Linked DNA regions of Drosophila melanogaster: region 2 is linked to region 1. The links are chromatin contacts, called in public Hi-C maps. All regions are on one chromosome and are shown on one strand. The core of a region is the stretch at or near the end of the contact, and the rest is flanking DNA. Distances in the headings are between cores, read along the strand shown.

Region 1 (7,651 bases), core at 3,168-5,667:
GGATGAATCGGAGTTCCTGCAGGATGTGCCCTACTCCTCTAGCAGCATTGACCGCAGCTCGGTGGGCTCCATTCCGTGGGCGGACGATGCCATCAAGAAGAACCTGCTGGACTGGGAGCGGGTGGAGCGGCTGATGAGCGGCGAGGATCCCTTGACGGAGCTTCAGGAGCCCGAGTTGCGCAACGAGATCGCCGACTGGCACCGAAAGTTCCCTAGCCTGCTGGGCCGCCGGACTCGAACGCTGCGCCACCACAGCTTCGATAGTCAGACGCGGGAGGATATTGACTCGATTTCAAATCTTAGTCTGAACTCCCTGGACGACGACGATGATGACGAGGAGGCGGAGGATGGATTTCTGACACCCAAGGCAGAAGAACCAGAACAGCCTCATCACCACTCCTATTTACGGCACAGCCAGAAGAAGCTGGTGGATCTACTGGACAGGGATCTGCGGGTTACCTCCGTTTCGGTTAGACTCCTCAAACGACAGCGCAGCCAGCAGAACCAGCCCCAGCTGCCCATCTCAGCCACCACCCAATCCTCGGCACGCCTGCGCATGCCGCCCATTCTCAATGTGCTCGATACCAACCGGCGCTTTCGGGGATTGCTCAACAACCGCAGCTTCGTTCAGCTCACCCAGGTGCAGCAGAAGGAGCAGCTGCAGCATCAGAACCAGGCCAAGTCCGCCGTGTTGCCACATCAAAGTCATCGATCGTCCGCCTGGCACATGCCCATGGCCGCCAATCGCTTTTTTAACAACAGGAACGCGGTAGTCCTGCCCTCGCTTAATCTGGGCAGGCACAGCAGGGATTTGCTGGCCACCACCACGGCCACTTCGAGCCAAACCAACTCCAGCGGCGGGGGCGGACACAACAGCCATGGCCACAGCAACAGTTCCTCCAACCGCTCCACACTGCATCCATTTGGGGCGACCAGCGTTTCCAGCAACACACCATCCACGGGACGATCTATCTCGGCGGCAGTTCATCATCCGCGAACCGAATTTGCGCCCAGCAGCGCCTTCTACATACCCTACAGTGCCTCGAAATTCAAAGCCTTCAAGTAACCTCAAACAATAAAACTGATCTCAAAAGAGTGTTTTCTTAAAATTCTTCTGCTTTAAAAGTGGTAAATTTTAAATGTTTTAGGTATGATAGTATGATGATAGTCTTTTCAAATTTCTGCTTTCCAAAGTATAGTGCATACAAAAATAACACACTAGTTCTCCAAAACTCATGTGTATGACGACATATCCCACTAAAGACCCATATTATCCAAGCGCAGACGTCCATCGTGTTCTGTGAGGTAGAGGGTGTCGGCTAAACATTGCTCTGTGATCAGCTCCTCCACGCGATCGTGCATCTGTAGGGGATTGTATAATAGATGTTAAGCTTCCTGGGAACAAACCGAGATATATTACCCCCTTGGCTTTGTGCTCGACGAGCACCTCGGGATACTTGAAGGCGGGTCCGAAGTTTACGCTGACCGTTGCACTTTTGTGGATCGAGATGGCCGGGAAATAGCTGCCGGCATAAATGTCTTCGAATGCCACACCCTGCGATTGACCGTTCTTAAAGAACTCGATGCGGCTGCCCTGCAGGATGTGCAGATTTTTCAGGGTTTCTGTGATCTTGTCCTTATCCTCGTAGTACAGATGAGACTTGAACTTGACCAGGGGCTGTTGTAGAATGAATAGATTTTGAACAAGATTGCTAATTAGGGAGGGTTGATTTGTAAAGATGCAATTATATGCAAATTCAGCGGCGTGGTATTATATAGGCTAATTATCAAGATGACCTATATCATTTTACAATACAAAAGATCGGTATTGTTCGATTAGAAAAGAGTAAAACAAGAATCTAAACCCACCCGATCTTTGAATGTGTTGGGCAGATAGTCGAGCGACGCCTCCTCTGGCAGCTCTATGAGGAATCCCAATGTATCGCCCTCCACATAGGCATCACTGTAGTGTTTGCCATGGCTCTCGGTAAACTTGGTGCCCTTGCGAGATCTCCAGGAGTAACCGAACTTGTCGTATCCCAATGGAGCCTGCAAGTTGCCGTACTCCCGGCCCCAGCCAAGTCGCGTGGCAGCTCCGTCGGGCATCTCTTCGATGGTGACCTCAAAGTACCAGCATCCCCGGTTCACAGCTGGGAAAAGATAATCAATATAACTATGATTTCTTCAGGGAACTATATATATCTATATATAACGTTACAGTGTGTGGCTCGGACCATGCAGTAACCACGTTCGCCCGTCACCGCCAACCGATCCTCGCTTATTTTCAGCTGTGGTGCCCGATCATGCAGCGCCAGGAGCACAGAATGTGGCACCAGGATGCGGTAGAGCCAGCCGGGGATAGGTTTGCCAGCCCAATCGGAGCTCTCGTCGAACTCCTGACGAAATGGAGCATGTGGATCCGGTTCGGCGAGTATATAACGATAGCCATCCTTGTTGAAGGGGTGTTCCAATGGATAGCCATGCGGTGGCAACTTTACATTGGCCGTAATATCGGAACTGGGCCGACCCTTCTTGCCCGTGGGACCCGAATCCGTGCCGGGAAATTTCCTTTTCTGTCGATTGTTTTTGGAGAGGGAAGCTGGAAGCATGTGGATCAATCATTAGTTACAAATCCAATAATAGACATGTATTGTGGAAATATAAAAACAGCTAATGCGTGATAGTAATAGTGGAGTAGATCTTGGGGCGTATCTGCAATGCTTCCAGAAGGAGCTATCCCCAAGGAAATTCGTTCACCAAGGAAATTGATTGCTGGGACATATGTAGATGAATGGGCAAAGTTCGGGTCGGTGCTGTTTCCGGGCTTACACTCCTCGTCCGTAAAAGATGACGCCATCGCGGAGGGAGAATGAGCAGGAGCAGAAGCAGGACCCGGTCACAATGGAACTGAAGGAGCGGGGGCCTTGCAATTGCGTAGTGCTCAAAATCAAATCGCAATCAATTCCCCCGAAAGAGCACCACACACACGCACACTGAGACACTGGCGAAGTGTTCCAAGCGTAACTATTTGTTTGTAATGAATGAGCCAAGTTGAGCGCGCCTCTGCCAGCCCCACCCCACCCCACTTCGCCCCGCCCACAATCTGACTACGTGGGGCTCTCTCTCTCTCTCTCTCTTTCTCTGTGTGTGTGCAAATCTGAAACTACGATCCGCATTGCGATTTTGTTAGTTGTTGTTGTTACTTTACTCTGGCAAACACTTGCGAAAGAGCGTGCGAAAGGAAGCGGCGATAAATAGGGGGAGCGAATAGGCAGCGGAATAGGCGACACAAAAACCACTGTGCCAAAATCAGCTGGTCGAACAGTGTTGCCAATTTGGCCGCCAAAAGATAATTCATTTAGCTTTCTACCACTGAGCGTTCGATAACACATGGGGTCAAGTTTTTAGCATTCAAATTATAGACTTCAAATCGATTTAAATGTCTATCATCTTATTTACACTCACCTTGAGTATATCCATCGTCGGTGAGTCGCAGGGCGCCGCTCTTGCTCATGCTCTCGTAGTTGGGCTTGATGATTCGCAGATCCTGATGGAATAGTCCGTACATGGCGCCATGTTCCGCATGCTCCTCGTAGGTGAACAGGGTCTGCACATCCTTGACCAAAGATCGCTGGACGGTGCTGTACCAGGACTGGGTGAGTCTGCGTGGCATGGTGGTCATGGCCTCCCAGTACTGTTCGATGTACGGTATGATCTCCTTGTCCTTGCTAAACTGAATCTGGCGACGTCCGTCCCTGGAAGCCGCCTGCTGCATGTTGGCAATGGCACAGTGGCACATCTGGGATATGGCTGGAAGTGGATATTGTTATTATCAAGAGGGATAAATGTGCGGGGCTTCTTTGCACTTACTAGCCTGGCTCTTGCGAAAGCTCTCCAATCCGCTGGCAGAGCAATTTTTACAGACGAACACATAGTTGGTGATGAAGGGCAGAAGTTTACCCTTACCAAGCTGGTAGGAAACGCAGGTCTCGTGCACCCAGCGTGAACAGGTGGCACACAGCAGCTCCACAATATTGAGATTGCGCTCCTTGCCGCTAAAAACAATGTCAATAGAAGGGAGCCGGCCAAGCAAAAAACCCATACAAAGAGCTCACCAGTAACAAACGCCGGCTGCGGAACGCGTTTCCTGCGATTTATCCTCCTCCGCAGTGAAGTTCACCTCGGAGCTGGACTCTGTCGGCGAGCTTGTGTCCATTTGGCTGTCCTCCATTGCAGTGATAAAGGTTTTCAGTCAACAATTAGCATGTAAACAAATATTAGCGGCCCGCAAGAAATTCGGTGGCTGGCCAGAGTGACCGTTGGCGGGCAAACACATGGTGCGTTTGCAAATACCAGAACGTCGCCAAAGAGCGATAAACGATAGACGACAACATTTAGAGCACACAGCCTGACAACCCTGCCCCTGCCTCTTCGCTCCAACTCTGGCTCTTGCTTCGATTGTAATTGTATATATATATATCCCTACCATATATATATGTCCGAGTGTAGAATTATCATTTTTTTGTTGCCGAAAAACAGTGTTCCGTGTTGAGAGGCGAGGGCGCCATCCTAAATGGCATTGCACGACCGCCGGGAGCGAGCCGAGCGACCAACGAATAGCAAGAAGAGCAAGTGCCCGCAACTCAGACCGTGACTCCGCCAGCGTATCCCAGACTCCGACTACTCTCCATAGACGGCCAGGAGTCGTCGCCGCTGGCAAGGCGGCCCTAACCCCTGGAAGCTACCGATTCGGTGTGCAGCTAGTGGAGCACCATGTGCGAGGTGTGCGCCGACTTCCAGAATCTCCTGGAGCTCTGTAAGTGAAAAGTGCACTGCGAAAAAAAAATAGAATGAAGACGAACACCGGAGCCCCTGCCCCCTGCTTACACATAGTATTCCGAATTCCTTTTGCAGATGAGGTGCGCGTGGCCAGCTCGGATCTGAAGTTCCAGCTGCTGCTGAAGAGCGAGATCGAGACCACCTTCAACTACATCCAGTCGTGGCCGCAGCGTCAGTGCATGTGCCTGTACCGGGACACCAAGAACTATGACCGTTTCAACCTGGTAGTGCAGTCGCTCATCTGTCTGACGGTGCAGCATCTGAAGCACATCGACCACCTCATCGACAACTACAAGCGGCTAACGGCCAGTGCTGCCCAGGTGGTGGCCCAGGCCCAGCAGCAGCGTGAACAGCAGCGGGACGAAGCGTCAGCCCAGGCAGAGGCAAAGGAATCATCCGCGCCAGCGGAAGAACCTAAGAAGGAGGAGCCATCTGGGTCCGCCGGTGAGGAGGCTCAGGGCTCCGGCGACGGGCCAGCCAAAAAGCCGCCAGTTGGCCCCTGCACTCCCCCTCCCCCGCAAACGGCCAATCCTCAGCACAAATCCCACCTGCAGTACACAGAGGAGCCCTGGATCCTGCCCGAGGTGGAGAAACTGTTGGTGCTCGTTTCAAAGGTGTTCCTGCTCAACTTCCCGCTGTACATCGCCCACAAACATGGCATGCACTCTCGGCTGGACGACCTGCAGGCTGAGGAGGCCCACCACCTGGCCCTCATCTGCGATCTTCACGACAACGACCTGCCCATCTATCTGCTGCGGAATGTGAGCCTGTTCTGCAACTCGGGCGGCTTTGGCGCCATGTCGCTGTGCTTCGAACATCCCGATCTGCCAGTGTCCACCGCTCACTCGATGACCGCTGCCGTCTCAAATGTGAAACTTTGGCTGAACTATCACTGTAATACTCAGCTCTTCGTGCCGCTGCGAAGTCGGATACTGCAGTACATGTGCAAGCTGTCGGATCAGAGCCTCCGATCTGCCGCAACCCGCGCGATGGCCGATTTTGTGTGGTCCTCTATGCGAGACCCACTGGATGTTGCTGTCAACTTCGACACCGAAGGATTGGCCCTGGCCTTTAAGTACTTCACATCGACCACGCTAACCATGCGACTGGCAGGTATGTCCTACGATGTTGACATACTTAATTAGGACATTTCGAATAATGCTGAAATATTATATTTATTTATCAATAAATATTATATAATAAGAGTAAATGATTTCAAATATTTTCCAGGCATGGCCCAGATCAACGCACACATTAATCTATTTAACGAGATCTGCACCACCGAAACGGTCAACGAAGTGGAGCTGTTCGGGCAGCGCATCGCGAACTGGCTGACTGAAAATCATATTGTACAGCACCTGTTTGGCCCGAATCTGCACGTAGAAATCGTTAAACAGGCACACGTGCTGCTCAACTTTTTGGCGGTAGAGAACCAGATCTCTGAAGAGGACATCAAGCTGATCTGGCAAGCCACCCAGCTGAAGCACTGCTCAAAGACGATCTTCGACATCCTGCCTTCGCTGGTGAAGAATCTGACCCCGCGCCCGGCAATGCACCTTTACTCCCTCCTTTGCCGCATGGATCCCAAGGAGCACACTGAGCAGAGCATATACATAGCCTCAGCGCTAACAAAACAGCTGTGGACTCGTGATACCTCACGCAGTCAGATGAACCTGATGCAAGACCACCTGCTGGGGTCCAACGTCACCGCTTCCAGCTCTGACAGCGGCAGCATTGAGGGCAGCAACACAGAGGACGACCACGTGGGCGCCGACGACAGTAGCATTGCCAGCGGTGGCGGCGGCGGAGGTGTTGGTAACAAGAGTCCAATCGATGGAGTTACTCCATGCAAGCAGGCCCGGCACAGGCGGCACATCTGTGACCCCACCACCGAGAAGGGAAAGCAAATAAGTCCCGAGGATATGGCCAAAGTAGACTTGGTGTAAGTAAAATAGTTCTTCTTAAAATCTGAAATGTATTGACGTAATAAGTAACACCTATTTTACCAATTTACGCAGGAACAAACGGATTGTGAACATTATCGACAACACAAGCAGTGAAGAGGAGCTGCAATCGCGGGCCGCACTGGAGCTGCAACTGCATCGCAGCCGCAAAAAGACGAGCAACAAGCGACGGCGACAAAAAACCAACAAACAGATCATTCTGCCCCATGAGCTGGTCGAGATTTGGGACGGAGTTGAAGATGTGCCCAGCAGTGACGAGGCTGATGGCGAAGCCGATGGTGATGGCGAGGGCGAACTTTTAGCGGACAGCGATGAGTGCAGCGATGGTGCTACGAGTCAGCTGGTACCCGACGCCGTGCTAAAGCATCTGCAGGGAGAGGGACCTTTTATCAGGGCCATCGAGACCAATATCAATGAGCTGCTCAGTGGTGCCGAGAACGATGGCAGTTACTCATCCCCGATGAGTAACAAATCTGAAAAGAACCTGGCTGACTTCGATGACGAGGACGTGTCGCCTTGCGAGGAGGAGCTGGCCCAGCTGGTCAGCTCCCGCGCCAATTGTTCGGACGTTCCACCAGCCTTTGCAGCCGCTGCCGCCGCCATGATGGTGGCCCAGTCGGCGATGGCCCTTCAGAAGTCTGGAGAGTCGAATGTGGCTGCTGCTGCCGCTGCTGTGGCCGCTGCTGCAGCGGCTACCGGAACTGCACAGCAAACGCTGGTGGCAATGAACCGGCAGGCCAGCGTTGCTGCAGCTGCCGCCGTGGTTGCTGCGGCCAAGGCAAAATCGGACTCAGATGTCGATCTGATGGATGTGGTTTCCGGCGGAAAGCAGCACCATTCACCAAAGG
Region 2 (7,651 bases), core at 2,833-5,332, 610 kb before region 1:
TACAGCATTGCCTCCCTTCTTCTCCTTACCGGCAGCTGCAGATGGCAAAATTCATTTGAAGGATAGGATTTTTGCTTTAGTCGTAAGCACTTACACTTGTCTTCGGCGGCTGGCTTTTTGCCACCTTTCCCTGCATCCTTTCCACTCTTCGCATCCTTTTTCGGTGGCATTTTCGTTCAATGTTTTTAAATTGCAAATTCGAAACAAGTAAACAGTTTGGTTGGAGCAGACACATGCGGTCAGTGCTGCGCACTAAGATCTAACCTTTTTTATCAAACCACTTTATTTCAAGATCTAGTAAATATTTATGTTGTTGATTCATATGGGTAGCCATTGCACATTTAATTTATTATGAATAAAATTAAACAAAAAGTTTTGAAGAACAAAATATTTGCTTGGCCGCTTATAGCCACATTTGCATCTCTGATGTGCGTCGAAAGCTTTCGATAGAAATCCGGTTTGCGTCAACGGTCACACTTAGATGCACTTTCTAATCAGACGTTTAACTTTGGGTGCAGATAAGCCAGCGTAAGAGATTAGAGAATCCGGGAATTATCGCACCCTCTTGAAATTGTCATCATGGAACTGAGCTGGGAGATAGTGTTCTGCGTGGGCATTGCGGTGCTGGTTCATGTTCTGGTCTACGTGTTCGTCATGGCCAAGAAACCGAGGAGCATTGTGGGTCGTCATGTGGTGGTCACCGGCGGCTCCAAGGGAATCGGACTCTGTCTGGCGGTGGAGTGCGCCATGAAAGGCGCCAATGTGACGGTGATAGCGCGCGACGAGAAAATGCTGAGTGAGTAATGTTCTGGCTAGGAAACCCCACCCAAAATACTCTTATCTTTGATATACGATCTTTTTTGCAGGCGGAGCAGTGGCTCTGATGGAAGTGATTCGCCAGCGGCCAGATCAAAAGTTCCAGTACAGAAGTCTGGACATAAGCGGCGATTATGACCAGGTGGCCAAAGTGCTTGGCGAGATCGAAGATAGCTTCGGCCCCATATACACTTTAATAAACTGTGCCGGAATGGCCATTTGCGGTGTGTTCGAGGAGGTCTCAGTCCAGGATGTCCACAAGCTGATGAACGTAAACTTCTTCGGCACCTATAACTGCACCCGTTATGTCCTGCCCAAAATGAAGAAAGCCGGCGACGGCATTATTGTAATCACTGCCTCACAGGCGGCTATGTTTGGCATCTATGGATACGGTCCTTACTCAGCCACCAAGTACGCCCTGAGAGCGATGGCTGAAACGATTGCAATGGAGTCTCGGGAGCACGGGGTCAGCGTCACTCTGGCCATGCCCTGCGATACGAATACACCCGGATTCGAGGAGGAGGAGAAGTCAAAGCCCAGGGAAACCAAAATAATCTCTGGTGGAGGAGGTCTCATAGAGCCGGAAGTTATGGCGAAAGCTATACTTAAGGATGCCCTGGTGAGTCTGTTACCCATAGTTAATATTCACGCAATCTAACTAGAATACTTTTTCTTATTTGTAGAAGGGAAAATTCACCTCAACTGTTGGAGCAGAAAGCTGGCTGATCACCACTTTGGGTGGAGCATTGCTTCCTTGGGATGGCTTCTTCACCAATCTTCTGCACGCCATAGTTTTGGGACCACTGCGAATAGTTAGCTACGCTCTGCACAAGTACTTCAATAGTGTTATACGCAAATGCGCTCGAGAGGATAAGGCCAAGGCCACATCGCAAGTGGAGTCCAAGTGAAATCTCTCTTGTCCCGCTGCCCTTAAAGTATTCCCAAGTGCCCATAATTAAATCACTTTTTTATAATTAATCAAAATGTGCGATTGTTTTGCATGGTTAGCCTATTCATATATTACAATTCCCGTATTATCATTCATTTTTATATATATATTTGTATGTGCATTTGAACTTTTTTATTATTGCCGTGCTAGGGTTTTAACTATTTGTATCGTGTTTTCTAGACTAGATGACGTGTGCTCGTTTTGTTGGTGTGTGCTTCGTTTTAACAAAAATAAAATGTATTTACTGTTCAGAAAATGAGTCGTTTTTAAATAACCACTTAGTGATTGTGCTAATCGCTAAAGCAATTTCACGCATTGGCCTAATCAAAATTGGTTTCGTATCTTAAAATCGAACAGCAAACTACATGCAGAAGCGATTAGATAAATACAAAAACCACGCCACAAAAGCCATCAACCTTTTCCAAATGGTTCAAAATTCAACGATAAATTATTTGGTTTTCTTTTGTCTTTCTTTATTCATAAGACGCACCCAGTGTACACTTCCTATAGTTTCAGTTTTCAATTCGCCTTTTTTTAACATTCTGTATAGTTAACGCTAACAAAAATTGTATAATCATAATGCAAAATATATATATATATATGTTTGTATATATATTTAGACATATTATTATAGCATCTTAGCACGATAATCAAAAATAATTGGATTCAAATACAGTAAGTCTACTTTTTGGATAGAAGAGTTATTAAATTATTGTTAGGATTAGGATGAAAAACTAAATTAGAGCTGATCTGCAGTATTTCGGTATCGTTTGGGATTTACAATAGATAGAAAGCATTGTAAATAAATATAAATTTAAACAAGCAGTTAGATTAAACAATAAACAAGGTATTTTGCACAAGACGCCGTACGACAACTCAACAGTGAAACGAAAAATGCTACACAAACCGAAAAGGAAAATCATATTATAAGCTTGTTTCTGGTTGATGTTATGCTGCTGGTTCCCATTCCGGGCTGCTTTCGGTAGCTTTCTCTAGTAGTCCTCAATGGCAATGATCTGCGGTGGTTTGATGGACGATGCTGTTGGCGACCCCACATCCTTGGTCGCTGCGCTGTCGCTGGTTGGTGATGGTGGCGCTGCAGCTGCAGAAGAGGCATTTGAAGGATCACCCGATCCCGCTGCCGTCGCCCGCGTGTCCGACGTCTGTGCGGCTAATTGTCACTTTGAGTTGCCCGCCACGGAACCGGGTCCGGAACCCGCCAGATCATTCACCCGCTGGTAGCGCGGTTTATTGCGGGTAAACGGCAAGTACTTGTACTTGATCATATGCTTGATCTGGCGCTTCATCGTGATGCAGAAGAGCGTGATAAAGTACATGACCAGGATGGGCCAGAATACCGGCACGTTGAAGAAATCGAAGAACGTACAAATCAGACCGATGAGCGTGCTCTTCGCCACCGACAGCCAGAACTTGAACTCCGGCAGGCGGCGAATGAATGGCCGGAACTCTTCGTTGCTGCGAGTTGGCAGATTGGGTCCCTCGTCCTCGTCATCCTGCGAATACGGATCGAACTCCGGGTCGATCTTGGGCGTTAAAAAAGCGATAAACAGGTTCAAGTGGTAAATGCCAAGCGCATAGCACACGATGTACCAGCCCTGATAGATGAAGATGCGCAGCACAAAGAGCAGGAGCAGAAAGCCGGCGAACACCCAGCGCATTCGTGTGTGCGGTGTGCTACGGTCCAAGGCGGATTGGTAGGTCTGCGGAAGCAAAGGATGCGGGTTAGTTCCCGGCACGTACGGGCTATCCACAATTACTTACCTGTGAGAGGCGCTGAAAGAACTTCTTAACCCCGCCGCCGCCGGCAGCACTGCTGTCCTCGTTCATCATGGTCGTCGTCGGTAGTCTCTCATTAATCTCCGGCCCTCGACTTTTATTGTTGACTTTGACGCTGTCGTTGTTCTCGCTGCACACGTGTATCGATTCGGGAATTGCAAAATTTTCCGGGACGGGGGCAGGGGCTGCCGGAAAGGGGCTAACAAAACACGAAATGGGCCAACTGGCAAACTAGACGCGCTTCAATCGCTAATTATTCTCTAATTCATATTCTGCACCGCCCGTCGTCGCCTTCTTCTTCTTCCTCCTTGTTGTAGGGCTGTTTCAACTGTCAGTTTCCTGAGATTGCTATATAGACAGTATTCGGGATTCGTAAAGTTCTGGCCACAGTTTAGTGCGTTTCTATGCGGTAACTAATTTAATTACACTAGAGATTTGTCGGCAATTTATTGTTCTTTTTTCACACAGAGTTCACCACGTCATTATGCTCTCTCAGTGGCAGGGCTGTCAAACTATCGGCTGGGGATGGAACAATCGGGAGTTGAGCGATTATCGCGAAAGGTAATTGTTTGTTTTAATTTTTTATCTAAGTGCTGTCGATATTTTAAAAATAGGTAGAGGTACATTTAATATATAAAAACATAGCCAGTTTCCTTGTGCTATATGGTTGTACGTCCGAATTTGTCTCCTCTCTAATATATCGATTGCTTTATTCAATAGTCAAATTTATTTCAAATGTAATATTAATGTTTATCGAAATTTTATTAGCAAAATGTGAAATAGCCATTGTCGCTACTGTTTTGGATGAATATTCTAACACAATCCTAGACATGCTACATATATTTAGATCCGGTTTGCTTATGAGCTCGCCTGCTCCTCCGGCGCGTCGTCATTCTTGTTCTCCTCATCACCTTGCAAGGCCTTGGCTCGTTTTATGCACGAATTGACCGTGTTGAGGAACTCACTGGCGATCTCTTCCTTGGCGAATCGACAGGCAAGGCGTTCCAGGACGCCCTCGGTGTCAACTTTACCCTCTGCGTCCACCGCGTAGTTGTAGCCGGCCCACAGGAAGCTCTTCATCTGCGCGTTCATGTAATCCATTTGCAGGGAGGCGGAGATATTCATGTTAAGCACCAGCTTGTGGATCTGCTCCTGCCGCATGATCAGTCGGAATGTCTGCAGCTCCGGGTGCTCCAGCACCTTTATCTCACCGACACCTTTTTTTTTTTTTTTTGGTTTTATAAAAACTTTTAGTGTGAATAAGAAAGGGACTATTACTACAGCTTACCTCGCTCCTTCCATTGTTTCGATTCGGCGTCATAGCGATAAAGCTTCGCCCGCTCGCCAAACAGCTTAGTCTCGTTCTCCTCTCCCGTGGTGACAACTATCTCATCCGGCAGCTCTACAATGGCATCATAGTGCGGATCGTAGTTGTCATCAGTGGTCGCGTCGCCGTCATCATCGCACTCTTCTGTGGCTTGCGGCGACTCGAAGTTCTTGAAAGCGTTCTGATGCGTGAGGTTATAAAAGCCGCCCCCGGCGGACTTGTTGAATCCCACGGTAGTGCCCTGGCTATTGGCCGACAGGTTGGCAAAGTCGTTGCCCGTCTTGTTCGCTAAGTCCGCAAAAGTGCCGCCCGGATTGCTTGCCAAATCTGCAAACGTGCTGCCTGTCTTGGCCAAATCGGCAAATGTGCTGGTCGTCTCCGGCACCAACTCCTTCTTTTCCTTGCCTTCGGCTTTAAGATCAGTGGTGTTATTCGAGGTTATGTCCTTTTCCTTTTCATTTTTTGCAGCTGTAAATGAGAAGGTTGCCATTTGTCCAAAAGCGGGTGCACTGCCAAACACAAAGTCTTTAGCAGGTGACTGGGTTTCAATTTTGGGTATTCCAAAGGCGTTGGACCCTCCAAATAACAATGGGGTTCCGCCAATGATAGATTTTGGTTCTTCCTTGCCATCTGATTTTTGCAAATTAACTTTGTGGCCTCCAAAAGGATTGGCGTCTCCGAACACAGGTGCGGCAATTCCACCGAAGGCCAACTTCGGTGCTTCTTGGGTCGCTGGCGATTGGGAATCCGCTTTATTGCCTCCGAAGACAGACTCTGAGGAATCTTTCTTCTGTTGCTCAGCCGCTTTATTTCCACCCCCGAAAAAGAACTTGACAGAACCGTCAGACGAATTTTCGTTTGACGAGCCGCTACGGAATATAGATCCCAAAACGTTTCCTTGTCCTTCGCCTGATGCTAGTTTTTGAAGATTAGCTAATGGGCCAGCATCCTTTCCAGGCTCCGATTTATCTGAAGTGAACATAAAAAGCGGTTAGATCCTTTTATCTTGAGGTCAACGTCGAATTATACATACCCGTGCTACCGAAAATGAATGCTGAACTAGGCGTTTTGCTTGCCTCAGAAGCCGAAGAGTTATTTCTGCTCAGCGAACTGCCTTTGAACAATATGGTGGCAGGTGTTTGGTAATCGTTAGGCTTGGCCAATGGCTGGGGGAGAGTCAGTAGGGGAAGGGTCATGGGAAGTGGAGGGATTACTTCGTGCGTGGTTGGCCTTACAGAAGAGGTTTTGCCAACATCAAGTACTTCCGATTCGCCTCCTCTGCTCTTTGCCGCCCCATCATTTTTTTGGGACGGTTTATTTGCTTCCGTCGATTGGGAAACGGAGCCGACCACTGGGCTATCTTCTATCGGCTTTGCGGTTTCATTAAGAGCATTTTTGATCGCTTCCATAAATCCTTGTGCCACCTCCTTGTTTTTAAAACGCAAAGTGAATCGCTCTAGGACACTCTCGCCCTCGCTAAAATCGTGTACAGCAAACATCCACGACGTTTCAGTCTTCTCCCTGTACACCACATTCTCGTTAAGCACATGGTTAAGACAGATCTTGAACACCTGCTCCCGACGCATGACCACGCGCAGCTTTTTGGTCTGCCTATGGCGCAGGATCTTCACATCCCCCAAGCCGCGCTCTTTCCAATCGCTCTCGTTTAGGCGGTACAACTTGGCCTTATGCACATACAATAGCTCCTCGTCCTCCTCACCTGTTTTTACATCAATCTGAAATAAACATTTGTTAAATAAGAAAACAAATATGGTTTATGGCATCAAATAATTGTACCTTATCGGGTAATGGGATTACTGGTGAAAAGTAAGTGTTGTTCTCCTCCTCCTCCACCTCTTGCGAATCGTTATCTTCATCCTCCTTAGCTGCTGTACTATTTGGCTGCTGCTGGTCGGGCTTGGGCTTGGTCATGGAGAAGGTGAAGCTGCTGGATCCAATTGAGGTAGTCGGAGCAACAGCTGCGGGCATCGCAGCGAAGTTGAACGTGGCTCCATCGCCAGCCTGATCTTTGTCACCAGCCGCTGCGGCTCCGAAACCAAAGCTAAACTTGGAGGTAGGTGGCAGATTAAGTCCCGATCCTAGTGACTTCTCCTTCTGTGGTACCGTGTCATTCTTGGGTGCATCACAGGCGCTGCAGTAAAGAGACTCTCCGGGATTGTTCACATAGCATGCGCTACATGACCAACTACCGACTGCAGGTTTGAAGGCGTCCCCGAATCCAGAAGTCATTGAAGACTTTCCAAATCCAAGGGCTGCCGTTTGAACTGACGTAGGTGCCGAAGCCGAGGCGGTAACAACTGCCACTGCTGGCTTCTCCTTTGGCTGTGTGGCGCCACCGAAACTAAATCCACCTGTGGCTGGAAGAGTCGCTGAGGAGGCAAAGCCAAACGAAAACTTGTTTGAGGAGCTAGTGGTAAGATTTAACGCGTTCCCTTGGTCTAACCCCGATTGCTTGGGGGGAACAGTGGCATCTTTGGGCTCCTGGCAGGCCAAGCAGTAGAGCTGATCCTGGCCATTGTTGGTATAGCAGGCTTGGCAGTTCCAACTGCCTGCCTTAGGCTTAAAGGCATCTCCAAAGCCTTTAATTGGCTTCTCCTTTTCTCCAGCGGCAGAAGGGACCTCCTCCTTTTTGGGTTCATTTCCAATACTTTGTTGAGCCTTTTGCACGGCCTCGAGGAATTGCTGACAGATGTCTTGCGACTTAAATCGCACAGCGAGCAATGCGGTGGTTAACTCCTCAT

Evidence for each region. Hi-C and Micro-C count contacts between places; a contact is called where the count stands out from the background.
Region 2: a Hi-C map of the OSC cell line shows a contact between it and region 1, with 7 times the contacts expected there. The contact joins the promoter of CG11857 here to the promoter of puf in region 1. A contact is called at or near these places in 46 of 107 Hi-C or Micro-C datasets (the D17-c3 cell line, the Kc167 cell line, the ML-DmBG3-c2 cell line and 17 more) and 2 of 6 datasets of contacts at active chromatin or transcription factors (both in the Kc167 cell line).

The regions. Positions count from the first base shown.
Region 1 is chr3R:24,646,809-24,654,459 of dm6, reverse strand. It overlaps puf (puffyeye), which reads left to right and starts at 4,417. Exons shown (of 20, transcript NM_170158.3): 1 at 4,417-4,816; 2 at 4,915-5,952; 3 at 6,070-6,781; 4 at 6,858-7,651. The coding sequence starts at 4,774. It overlaps ash2 (absent, small, or homeotic discs 2), which reads right to left and starts at 4,335. Exons shown (of 7, transcript NM_176558.3): 1 at 4,116-4,335; 2 at 3,871-4,055; 3 at 3,466-3,810; 4 at 2,219-2,599; 5 at 1,870-2,150; 6 at 1,421-1,678; 7 at 1,084-1,362. The coding sequence starts at 4,231. The coding sequence ends at 1,258. It overlaps CG31125, which reads left to right. Exons shown (of 1, transcript NM_170161.3): 1 at 1-1,089. The coding sequence ends at 1,066.
Region 2 is chr3R:25,255,329-25,262,979 of dm6, reverse strand. CG11857 reads right to left here and starts at 4,082. Exons shown (of 2, transcript NM_143105.3): 1 at 3,548-4,082; 2 at 2,221-3,486. The coding sequence starts at 3,616. The coding sequence ends at 2,944. It overlaps Nup358 (Nucleoporin 358kD), which reads right to left. Exons shown (of 7, transcript NM_143104.3): 3 at 6,687-7,651; 4 at 6,125-6,625; 5 at 5,923-6,055; 6 at 4,851-5,858; 7 at 4,308-4,779. The coding sequence ends at 4,421. Kdsr (3-ketodihydrosphingosine reductase) reads left to right here and starts at 482. Exons shown (of 3, transcript NM_143106.4): 1 at 482-796; 2 at 867-1,435; 3 at 1,500-2,017. The coding sequence starts at 580. The coding sequence ends at 1,724. CG11858 reads right to left here and starts at 239. Exons shown (of 2, transcript NM_143107.4): 1 at 95-239; 2 at 1-35. The coding sequence starts at 170. It also overlaps asRNA:CR46099.